Regions from separate parts of the Gossypium hirsutum genome. Here region 1 is linked to region 2. The links are chromatin contacts, called in public Hi-C maps. All regions are on one chromosome and are shown on one strand. Each heading gives the region's core, a stretch centred on a gene start, on an enhancer-like site or on the middle of the called end of the contact. The rest is flanking DNA. Distances are from core to core; before and after follow the strand shown.

Region 1 (6,033 bases), core at 1,721-4,220, 550 kb after region 2:
TCCCATATGAAAATCATTGGCTTGTATGAACAACATCATCCTAGTCTTTCAATAGGAATAATTAACACTAATGAAGTAGAGAGGTTTAGAAATGGATTGAGACTCACTAAGAAAGATGGAGTCGGAAGTAAACGTCATCTTGTGTGGTTTGAATTGTCGAAAGTTCTCGAGGATCTTCTCTTGGTTGTTAGATTGTCTTTTAGAGGCTAACTCTAATACCAATTGTTAGCTCAAATGATCAAACCGAAATTTCCAAAAATGGAGTGAATTGGCTTTTTTTAAAAAAATTGTGAAAGCTAAAGAGAAAAGATAGAAAAGTGAACACAAGAATTTAGAGTGGTTCAGCTCCAATTGCCTACTCCACTGCCTTAGCTTTGCACAACTAAGGATTTTCCAAAATTCACTAATTTGATCAACCTTTGAGGATAATATTTAACCTTACAACTCCCTTAAGATTTCTATTCAAATCTTAATATACTAACCTTCTTACAGAGATGCAAAGTAGCAAACAAAGAAACAATCCTTACAAGATTTGAGTGTTTGCAAAATTAAGCTCAATTACAATGAAAAACACTTGAGAAAATGAATGAAAATAAAGCTTACAAGTGTATTAAAGAAAAGTATGGAAATATATGGCACATTGGTTGTTTTGATTGATCTTTAAGCTTGAGTATTCGTTTTAGTTGTTGTGGGACCTTTAGAACCTGGTATTTATACCCTCTAATTCATTTCCAACCGTTATAGTTGTTGAAAAATAAATAAAGTCATTGGGATGAAAAATACAAGATCATTAAATTCACCTGCAACAAAAAGTATCGATACTTTTTGTACGAGTATCGATACCAATAGCATTTAATGCATGATTCAATGAACATTAAAGTTATTTTTTTAATTTAAAGATATTTTTATTTGTTATATCAAAATAATATATCAAATAAAGCAGTTCAATAGATATGTCCTAAGAGTCACGACATTCTCCCTTCAGTATCGTGAAATTAAGCCTCTATCCACACAGTTGCAACAACACCCCTATTTGAAGTCGTGACCATCAGCCCACTACCTTTAGTGTCACAACTTGCTTTCGCTGTAGTCATGACACTAAACCCCACAATTATCGATGTTACAATGTTTCCCTTATTGAAGTCACGAAATTGAATTATTACCTTCATGGTTGTCAATCAACCTTTTTAAAGTCATGACATAAAGTTACTGCCTACAATGTCGCGACAACACCCTTCTGTCTTAATAGTTTTCACATTTTAGTTGCTCAATTGTTGTTGGGGTATCAAGAGAGCTTTCGTAAGCCTACTTATGACTTAGAATTGAATAATGATTTCTTTAGAAGTATTTAATTTCAACTATCTTGTATAAATTGTCTTATTTAATTTTGAAATAAAAGTGTAGTAGCTTCAAAATTGGAACGTGGTGTCTCATATCTCAAACTTGATGATCGGGTTTGGAGTGGGATGTTACATTTAGTAGTTTCAGATATTGAGTTTGGTCGGTTCTAGGACTAAACTAAGATTAATATCAAGTATGGAAGTATATGCCACAATAGTCTCTGATAGTAATGTATCATTGATTTAAATTTGCCAGAGAGGATGTTTATGCTCCTGATATTTTTGCTAGTACATTTTTTTGTTTGATTTACCTTTGCATGCATTAGTTGATATTATGCTCATGATATTAATGCATTAGTTGTACATGAATTAGTTGAACTCGGATTTCTTCTTCGTACAAGTTGGGATTTTGGCTCCTTATTTTCTTCGTCTTCATCTTCACCTTGACCGTCATGTTTATCTTCATCTCCTTCCTCCGTGGTTGAGTGGGGTGTCATCCTTGGTTGCCATTGTATGTCATCCGTTGTATGAACAGATGGTTGCAAAGATGAGCTACCTTGGTAAAACAATGATGCTGGGGGTGTTTGCGAAATTATCGGTGTATATGTATGATGCCGCATATATCGGTTGCAAATAATATGGTGGAATTGTCGGAGGTGATGGATACATCGGTGGCGGATGCATCGATGTTACCGTCGTCATTGACATGTAATATGCTATTTGTTGTAGTTTTTTTAAATTTAAATTAAAAAATAAAAAATAAAATATAAATATTAACAAAATGTTTTTCACTTTAATCAACCGTTGATCAACGTTGACCAACCATTGATCAACGTTGACCAACCATTGACTGGCATTGATTGACCGATGATCGACCACATGGGGCTACTAGAACACGCCACGTGTCCCTGCCTTTAATTTTTAAATATTATATATTATAGTGATTAAATATGTAAAAATCATATATAATATATATAAAGTTTTTAAAAAGCTCAAAAATGATTTTTTTACATTTTTAATCAATATAATATATAATATTAAACAAAAAAGACACGTGACATGTGCTGATAGCGCTACATAGCCGACCGATGCCGATCAATGGTTATTCAAAGCCAAAAGTTTTTTTTATATTTAAATATTTAGTATTATAATTTTATATTTTTAAATTAAATTTAATATTTTTATTTTAAATAAACTTAATTGTATGTGACATGACATTTTTTTTATTGACTAAAAAATGACACATAGTATTTTTTCATAAGTCAAACTTACTTATTGAAGGTTACAAAATAGACTAAAAATAAAATAATTTTATATTTTAAGTACTAAATTAAGAAAAAAAAAGTTAGAAATAGAGAGTGAATATTCCTTGAAGCACATTTTTTTTTTTTAAACATCTCCAAAGTACATGTCAACGCGTTTTTTTTTTTTTTTTGGAAATAAGCTACATCTTGGTCGCCACAGTTTCAAACATCTGCTACGTCATGAAGGTGAAAGGGTTTCCAGCTATTGGCCTAAGCTCTGCCGTATTATGAGGGAAAAGTTAATGTTGAATGACAATGATGGAAAATAGTAGGCTTTTGTAAATTGATTTTTGACCAACATCTTGATTGGTTTTCTCATACGTTCTTAGATGCTAGAAAGAAATTTCAAGGGTTGAATGATTCAACACGGAGAATTAGTAGTTATAAACTTTTCCAAGCTTGACTGCTTCTGTCATACAAGCTCAACACTTTTTTTATGGTACAATTAGAGACTATATGAGTGAATATCTTTTAAAAACTTATCACTTCTTTCCAAAGCTCGAACTTGAATAGATTATATGAGTGAATATCTTTCAATATCAGATCGGAGTTCCTTCCTAGAGCGGCTCAATCCTCTGTTTCATTACAAGTTAATCAATGGCTTCAGTTTTTCATCCCTTTTTTTCCGCTTACATATTGCTGCTCCTACCTCTTGTTGCTGCTCAAAGTAGTGCTAGTGACATCCGCCCTAGCACCTTCATCGAAGCGACTGATGATGCAAACCCATGGCTTTCTCCTTCCAATCATTTCGCCTTGGGATTTCACCAACTTGAAAATAAAGATCAATTCCTACTTGCTATATGGTATTATAAAATACCAAACCGTACCATTGTTTGGTATGCAAATGGAGATAAACCTGCTCCGAGAAGATCCAAGGTGGAGTTAACTGCTGATCGAGGACTAGTTCTCACCGATCCTAAGGGTCTACTGATATGGAGATCTGATTTTGCCACCGGTGAAGTTGCGTTTGCTACAATGAATGATACAGGCAATTTTGTAGTTTATAGTGATTCTGAATCACTGTGGGAGAGCTTCAACAACCCTACTAATACACTGTTACCCACTCAGGTAATCGACAGGGGTGGTTTGCTTTCGTCTCGGCATAAAGAGAACAACTTCTCAAAGGGTAGATTCCAGTTTCGTTTACTTCCAGATGGAAATGCTGTGCTCAATTCCATAAATTTGGAGTCCAACTTTGCTTACGTTGCATACTACATTAGCGGCACTTATGATCAACAAAATTCATCCAATTCTGGTTTTCAAGTGAGGCTTGATCAAGATGGATCCTTTTACGTACTGAGAGGAAACAATCAGACACATTCACTTAGCTTAGGAGATGAAGCTCCTTCTGCAGATTACTATTACAGAGCGACTCTAAATTTTGATGGCGTTTTGACCCTGTCTAGTTATCCCAAGAACTCCACGGGCAGCAGTCGAAACTGGAGTGTGGTTAAGACCATTCCAGATAATATTTGCACAACTAATTTTGCGGAATTGGGTAGTGGAACTTGTGGCTTCAATAGTATCTGCACACTTAAACCCGACAAAAGGCCAGAATGTAAATGCCCACCAGGTTATTCTTTATCCGATGCAAATGAAGAGTACGGCAACTGCCAAGCAGATTTCATGCAGGGTTGTGAAGCAGATGCACAAAATTCCTCACAAGATTTATACAAATTAGTGGAACTGCAAAATACAGATTGGCCGACTTCCGATTATGAGCGGATTAATCCTTGCAGTGTAAATGACTGTAAAGCTTACTGTTTGCAGGATTGTCTGTGTATTGTGGCTGTGTACAATGAGAATGGCTGTTGGAAGAAGTCACTGCCACTTCCATATGGGAGACAGGATACGCAAGTGACTTCCATCTCCTTTCTCAAAGTAACAAAAGATGAAATTGCCCATAAAACCCCTCCGACGATGCCAGACAAAAAGGGGAACCAGAATTCGCTGATAATTCTGATTTCAGTGCTCTTAGGTAGCTCTGTGTTTGTCAACTTCCTACTTGTTGGGATATTATGTATGGGATCATTTTTCTTGTACCAAAAAAAGATTTCAAGAAATCAGAGAAACAAAACTATCATACAAAGCAGCTTAAGGTATTTTAATTATGAGGAGATGGAAGAAGCTACAAATGGATTCAAGGAGGAGCTGGGAAGGGGATCATTCGGCATCGTTTATAAAGGGGTAATAGACGCAGATTCTCAATATCAGACTAAAGTTGCAGTTAAGAAGTTAGACAGGGTAGTTCAAGACACAGACAAGGAATTCAGAACTGAAGTGAGTGTGATTGCTCAAACACACCATAGGAATCTTGTCAAGTTGCTGGGATATTGTGATGAGAGTCAACATCGAATGCTGGTATACGAGTACTTAAGCAATGGGACCCTAGCAAGCTTTCTCTTTGGGGATATAAAACCAAGCTGGAACCAAAGGACACAAATTGCTGTGGGAATTGCTAGAGGACTGTATTACTTGCACGAGGAGTGTAGCCCCCAAATAATCCATTGTGATATAAAGCCTCAAAACATACTTCTTGATGATTACTATGAAGCTCGGATCTCTGACTTTGGGCTGTCAAAGCTTTTAGGCACCGATCAATCCTTTACTAATACTAATATTAGGGGCACAAAAGGGTATGTAGCACCTGAATGGTTCAAGACCGTGCCCGTAAGTGTGAAGGTTGATGTGTATAGCTTTGGTGTCTTGCTGCTAGAAATCATTTGTTGTAGAAGAAATGTAGCGATGGATGTTGGTGAAGTAGAGAGAGCAATTTTGACAGATTGGGCTTGGGACAGCTTTTTGGAAGGCGCTGTCGATGCCCTTGTCGACACTGATGCAGAGGCCTTAAGTGACAAGATGAAGCTGGAGAGGTTTGTAATGGTGGCTCTTTGGTGCATTCAAGAAGACATCTCTCTCAGACCCACCATGAAGAAAGTTTTGCTGATGCTTGAGGGAATAATTCAGGTGCCTGCTCCTCTATTTACATCTCCATTAACTAGTTACAGTTGTCAAATTTGATGCATAATACTCACCTGCAACTACAAGGCCTCTCTTTTCTTCCGTATATGTATGCTGTTGTATAATTAGTTAACGCTTTGCTGTAACATTTGACGAATAAGCTTACGATGAAAATGAGAATGAGCAATTCAAGCAAAGATGAATGAGATTGACTACAAACGCTTTGACCGTTTTCTGGATGTTAAATAACGTATTACGTATTTTTTAAATATTATGTATAGCAATTGTATAATTTATATTTAAAATTCATAATTATCCCTCCTAATAATTTTTTCCCATCAATTATTTGTTTGCATTGGAAACACACGGCAGTTTATCAAAGAATACCAAAGGTTTGAAAAGTAAAACAGGACTACTAGGATTATAAT
Region 2 (5,930 bases), core at 1,658-4,157:
TGATGAATGACATTTTTCGCCCTTACTTGCGTAAGTTTGTTTTGGTCTTCTTTGATAACATATTAATTTATAGCAAAACATAGACTGAACTTATGCATCATGTAAGGCTAGTTTTTGAACTCTAGCGGGATAACATGTTGTTCTTAAAGAAATCCAAGTGATTCTTTGGAGAGTCTAAGGTAACCTATCTTGGTCATGTCATCTATGGTGATGGAGTCAAGGCTAATCACATTAAAATTAAAGATGTCATTGATTGGCCAACTCTTAAATCTATCGAGGCTCTACGATGCTTTCTAAGGTTGGCTGGATATTACAGAAAATTCATTAAGAATTATGGGCAAGTGGATGCACCCTTAACATCTTTTTTAAAGAAAAATGCCTTCAACCGGACTAAGGAAATTGATGTTGCTTTCACCTAATTAAAAATTTCTCTTTCAGCTGCCTCAATTTTGTAATTATCCAACTTTGAGGAGGAATTTATGGTTGAATGTGATGCTTTTGACAGCCAATTTGGAGTCGTACTACAACAAAAGGTACACCCCATTGCCTTTATCAGTTGTAAGATTTCAAATCGACACTTTAATTTGGCTGCCTACGAGCGAGGATTAATTGGTTTAGAAAAGGCAGTGACTCATTGGAGACCCTATCTTTGGGGAAGGCACTTCCTAATCCGTACTGATCACTTCAGTCTTAATTACTTGTTAGACTAGCAACTTACGACATCCCCACAACAACATTGGATCAGCATGCTGATGGGGTTTGATTTTCGAGTGGAATATAAAGTAGGAAAGTTGAATAGAGCTGCATATGCTTTATCTAGAGAAGACGAAGACTTACCACACCTTATGACTGTTTCTTTCCCTCAAGTTGAAATTCTTAAGGTCATCAGACAAGAAACGAGAATTTCTCCAGAATGATTACAACTCCAGCAAAGAATTCTACAATGAGAATTGGGGTCAAATTGGGTTGCACAATATGGGTTGATTTTCTTCAAAAGGAGGTTGTACCTTCTACCTACCTAAAATTATTCCCACTATTATTTCTTCTATACATGTTATGGCACAAGGGGGACCGAAAACATTGCATCGTCTTCGTCAAGATTTTTTTTTGGAAAGGAATGAAGCTTGTAACCTCAGAATTTTTACAAAATTGTTTATTATGCCAATGCCACAAATGGGAAAATTTACAACACGCAGGTTTACTTCAGCTTCTTCCAATTCCTCAACAAATTTGGGTTGATATCTCTATAGATTGTAGAAGGTCTAGAAAAAGTTAAAAGGGAAATCAGTACTTATGGTGGTTGTGGATAGACTATCAAAATATGCTCATTTTTTACCCTTGGCCCATCCGTTTACTATTATATCTGTTGCTACTGTCTTCTTCGCAAAGGTATTCCGACTTTATGGCTTGTTGGAATCCATAGTTTTGGATCGTGATAAAGTTTTCCTCAGCTTGTTTTAGAAGGAATTATTTCGTCAGAGTGGTTCTAAGCTCGCTTTTTCTTCAGCATGCCATCCTTAATCTAATGGCCAGTTAGAGGTAGTTAATCGAACAATAGAAATGTACCTGCAATGCCTCTCTAATGATCGTCTAGGATAGTAAGTCAATTGGGTTCCATGGGCTGAGTATTGCTACAACACCTCTTATCACAGTACCATAAGGGCCACCCCTTTCCAATTAGTATACGGTGGGGATCCACCTCGACTTCTCTCTTATTTAGTTGGTTCTACAAAGATTGAAGTTGTGGATAAGACCCTACAAGATAAGGATGCACTTTCACAAAAATGCTTGGAATAGACTATTGCAAGCTCAACAACGAATAAAGAACACTTATGATTTGGGGCACTGAGAGTTGAACTTTGAAGTCGGAGATTGAGTTTGGTTACGACTTCAGCAATATCGGTAATTCACGATAACTAAACAGAAGCATCACAAGCTGCTGCCAGAGTATTTTGGTCCTTTGAAGGTCTTGAACAAAATAGCAATAGTGGCCTATCAATTTGAATTACCTACAGGTAACAAAATACATGATGTATTCCATGTTTCTTTCCTTAAAGAATACAAGGGACCTCAACCAGATGTAGTGGGAGACTTGCCCTTAGTGTATGATGGCAAGGCCTTGCCTATTCCACAAGTTATTAGTCGTAGCAGGCTAAATCGAGGTCGACGGGAACTATTAGTGCAATGGGCAGGTTGTCCTCAAGAAGATACCACCTGAGAACCATTTGATTGTTTTCATGAAGCTTATCCTGAATTTGAGCTTGAGGACAAGCTCAATTCCGATAGGGGGAGTAATGATATAGATGTTTTTATTGGGAAATAATATCAAAGAAGGAATAGAAAAAAGGAACGACAAAAATTAGAGTTTTAGATTTATTTAATTTCATTATTATATCAGATTATTAAGATTTTTAGTTTTACTTATTCTCTCTATTATATTAGGGTTTTTTTTATTTCCCTTATAAACTCTAAATTAGGAATTTTATTTCGACTCTTTCCTTTGTTATTAACATCTTATAAAAAGGCTGCCAATATGAAATAAAGAGTAAGCAATTTATTTTTACCACAAGCGTTATTTTAGGAGGGGGTTTAGTCAAGGACGGATTTACCTTTTGAGTAATCATAGGTCGAAGCAATAACTCTTTCTCGTCTAGACATATGACTACATCCTACGCTAAGGCACATAACACAATATTACAAGGGTAGATGCAAATACCTGCAGAGAACATGACGCTTACAAAGAAGCTGGACTACACTAATTTGTTCCTCAAAGCAAACTCTACACAGAATCTTTTCCTAAGTGACAGATCCATTCAATTAATAAGCAAGCGGTATAGTATATATTAGCCAAACAATGCTTTGGGCTAGAGAACTTAACATGGGCTTTTGAACTTCAAATTCAAATTTCTTCATCCGTTTCTGGCCCCAATAAGGTCAGAACTGCAGCCGGACTCATCAAATCAATGGATTAAAGAATCTGGTGACATTGGAATTAATGGATCTCAATAGGAATGATTTCTAAAACCCTAGGTCTCTCATACTAAGTTGCTATTAAGGCCATTTTCCCTCGCTCGGCACTGCCTTCCCCCTCGTATCAGCTTCACCGGCCATGGTATCTCTTTCCTCTCCCAAACCCTCACTCAAAGCCATTTCTTTATTTTTCTAATATTTTTTTGAACCTTTCTCTTTTCATTGCAATTTCAGGGTATCGACTTGGTCGCCGGTGGCAAGAGCAAGAAGACGAAGAGAACTGCTCCCAAGTCCGATGATATCTACCTCAAACTCATCGTCAAGGTTCCTGCTCTGTTCCAGTCATTTCATTGTGCTTTTTTTTTGGTTTAATGAAGGAAATTTGAATGTTTTTAAATGTGTTTGCATCCATTACCAGCTTTACCGATTTCTGGTAAGAAGGACTGGCAGCAAATTCAATGCTGTGATTTTGAAGCGTCTTTTTATGAGCAAAGTGAACAAGCCTCCTCTCTCTCTATCCAGATTGATTGAATTCATGAAGGGCAAGGTAACTCATTTTTCTTTTGAATTTGTTTCTAAGGTTTTTCCAATTTTTTATTTAAATTATTGTGTGATGAGTGATTGATCTTATTATTGGTTTGATCGAGTAGGAGGATAAGATTGCAGTGGTAGTTGGAACTGTCACCGATGACATTCGTGTATATGAAGTTCCCGCTCTGAAGGTTACTGCACTAAGGTTCACTGAGACAGCGAGGGCGAGAATTGACAAGGCTGGTGGGGAATGTTTAACATTTGACCAACTTGCTCTTCGAGCACCTCTTGGACAGAACACGGTATGCTTTATCATACAAATCTTTTACTTCAGTTGCCTGGATTCTGCAGTTGTTTACTTGTCATTTCGAAACTGAAATTATCTGGTTGTTGGTTGGAATTGCTGACTTGTTTTTGCTAGCTTTGGAATGTCATATATTATTCATTTTTTGGTAGGAAGGATTGATGACAAAACTTGGTTTGAATTGTATGAATGGGCGAAGTTCTAATAGATGAAATCATATTAAGGGTGGGTTAGTATAAAAATAGCGGTAGCGGTGAGATTAGATACTGTAGCGATACTGTAGCGTGAGACAAAAAGTAAGCTAAACGCACCGCACCGCACTCAATCGCCCATCCAAAGCTATCCTATGTTTTGAGTTTTTGGCTTCTGTGTTGTATAGATAAAAGTGTTTCTCCTTCTGTCTTCCTGCAGTGGTCAATTGAGTATTTCACTCTATGATTATGGCAGTTCTAAAGTGCAGGTGTGGGTTCGCCTTAACAAAGTAAATTATATCTTATTTTGTGCAATCCACCTTTGTGAATTACTTTCATTTCAAAAGATTATACTCTTTGAATTATGTCTTTCATATCATTTCCCTGTTTCTCTATTGATTTAACAAGTTTCATTTGAAGTTTTGACAAAAAGAATTGCTATCAATTACTGATCTACAAGTTTCATTTGCAGTTTTGACAAAAAGAATTGCTATCAATTACTGATCTACATACTGCAATGGTGAAATTGACTTAAATTCTACGTTGAAAATATGCAGGTTCTCCTCCGAGGTCCAAAGAATGCTCGTGAGGCTGTGAAGCACTTCGGACCTGCTCCTGGTGTGCCACACAGCCACACCAAGCCCTATGTGCGGTCAAAAGGAAGGAAATTTGAGAGGGCTAGAGGAAGAAGGAACAGCAAAGGCTTCAGGGTTTGAGATTCCAATTGCCCTGGAAAAAAAAAAACTTATCAACCTATCATGATAATGGGAATGCTCAGTTTTGCTTTTTGTGCTTTCCACCTTTCCTGTTCTTTTTCTTTTCCATGATTGTAATTTGGAATCTTTTATAATTTGTTTAATGAAAAGGATTTTAGAGTGATTGAAGAACGTTGTTGGATGTCTGTATTTCTTATATATAAATCAGAACAGCATTGAGTTCCATAAGCTGATAACCGTACACAAAGCACTGCAAAAATATTAATTCCAGTAGTTCAAATAAAACAGGGAAAGCATTAAATAGAGCCAAGCAAATGGCCTTGCAATGGTATAAAACTGGCCTTATTATTGGGTCACAAGCTTCAAGGGAAGAGTTGAAAACAAGAGAAGGGCAAGAACCTAGAATTTCTTAATGAAGTCATAAATGTGCATGCTAATCTCCTGAGGTTTTTCTTGGTTGATAAAATGGGCTACTCCTTCCATGACAACTAGTTCCTGCAAAAAAGGCACATTTTTCTTGAACCCACCATTTTGTAAGTATTCCTTAACACCAGGGATGTGGTAGGTAATGTCCAGGTCGCCCACGATGAACTTAACCGGTACTTGGATTTGTAATCCAGTCCATGATGCCATCAGTTCCCAGTTTCTGCAAACAAGAACATATCAGATCATCTTGGCTACCTTCAATGATAGATTATTGAAAAAACAAAGAAGTGGAACTTAATTAGGCAGAAAAATGAAATGGAAATGAGAGTTGAACAATCACAGCCTGCACGTACAGATTCATAGCTCGATAATAGTTGAGTCCTCCAGTGAATCCCTTCTGATTAAATTTGGTGGCAAAGTAATTGATTTCATCTTCGGACAGCCAAGAGGGTAAGGCTGGAGGATCAGGTAATGCTTTCAACCCGGTTTCTTTAGGTATACAAGGAGGATTTGGATCTCGAGTTGTAAGAAATTTCTTCATAACTTTGGCAGTATCCATCTGCGCGAAATGTGCTTCAGCCTCCCCTGGTACCTACAGCATATTTATGAAAATCATATTGAATAGAAGGTTAGGAAAGGGGAAGAAGATGACAGCAATTCCATTTGCTGTAACAAGAAAAAATTGTATACTAAAGGTGGTCTCAATCATGCAAACTTCCTTTCACTATCATCTTATTTTTGGATCAAACAGAGTTCGGTATAGTCTATAGCTACATTCATTAATCACACCAA

Evidence for each region. Hi-C and Micro-C count contacts between places; a contact is called where the count stands out from the background.
Region 1: a contact with region 2 is called in a Hi-C map of leaf, with 2.7 times the contacts expected there. The contact joins the promoter of LOC107913893 here to the promoter of LOC107913831 in region 2. A contact is called at or near these places in 2 of 34 Hi-C or Micro-C datasets (leaf and seedling).

Annotation. Positions count from the first base shown.
Region 1 is chrD08:13,620,246-13,626,278 of Gossypium_hirsutum_v2.1, forward strand. It overlaps LOC107913893 (G-type lectin S-receptor-like serine/threonine-protein kinase RLK1), which reads left to right and starts at 2,971. Exons shown (of 1, transcript XM_016842563.2): 1 at 2,971-5,824. The coding sequence starts at 3,242. The coding sequence ends at 5,665.
Region 2 is chrD08:13,072,562-13,078,491 of Gossypium_hirsutum_v2.1, forward strand. It overlaps LOC107913831 (60S ribosomal protein L18-2), which reads left to right and starts at 2,908. Exons shown (of 5, transcript XM_016842480.2): 1 at 2,908-3,112; 2 at 3,205-3,294; 3 at 3,389-3,517; 4 at 3,621-3,803; 5 at 4,554-4,940. The coding sequence starts at 3,110. The coding sequence ends at 4,712. LOC107913820 (epoxide hydrolase A) reads right to left here. Exons shown (of 3, transcript XM_016842469.2): 2 at 5,492-5,730; 3 at 4,952-5,358. The coding sequence ends at 5,112.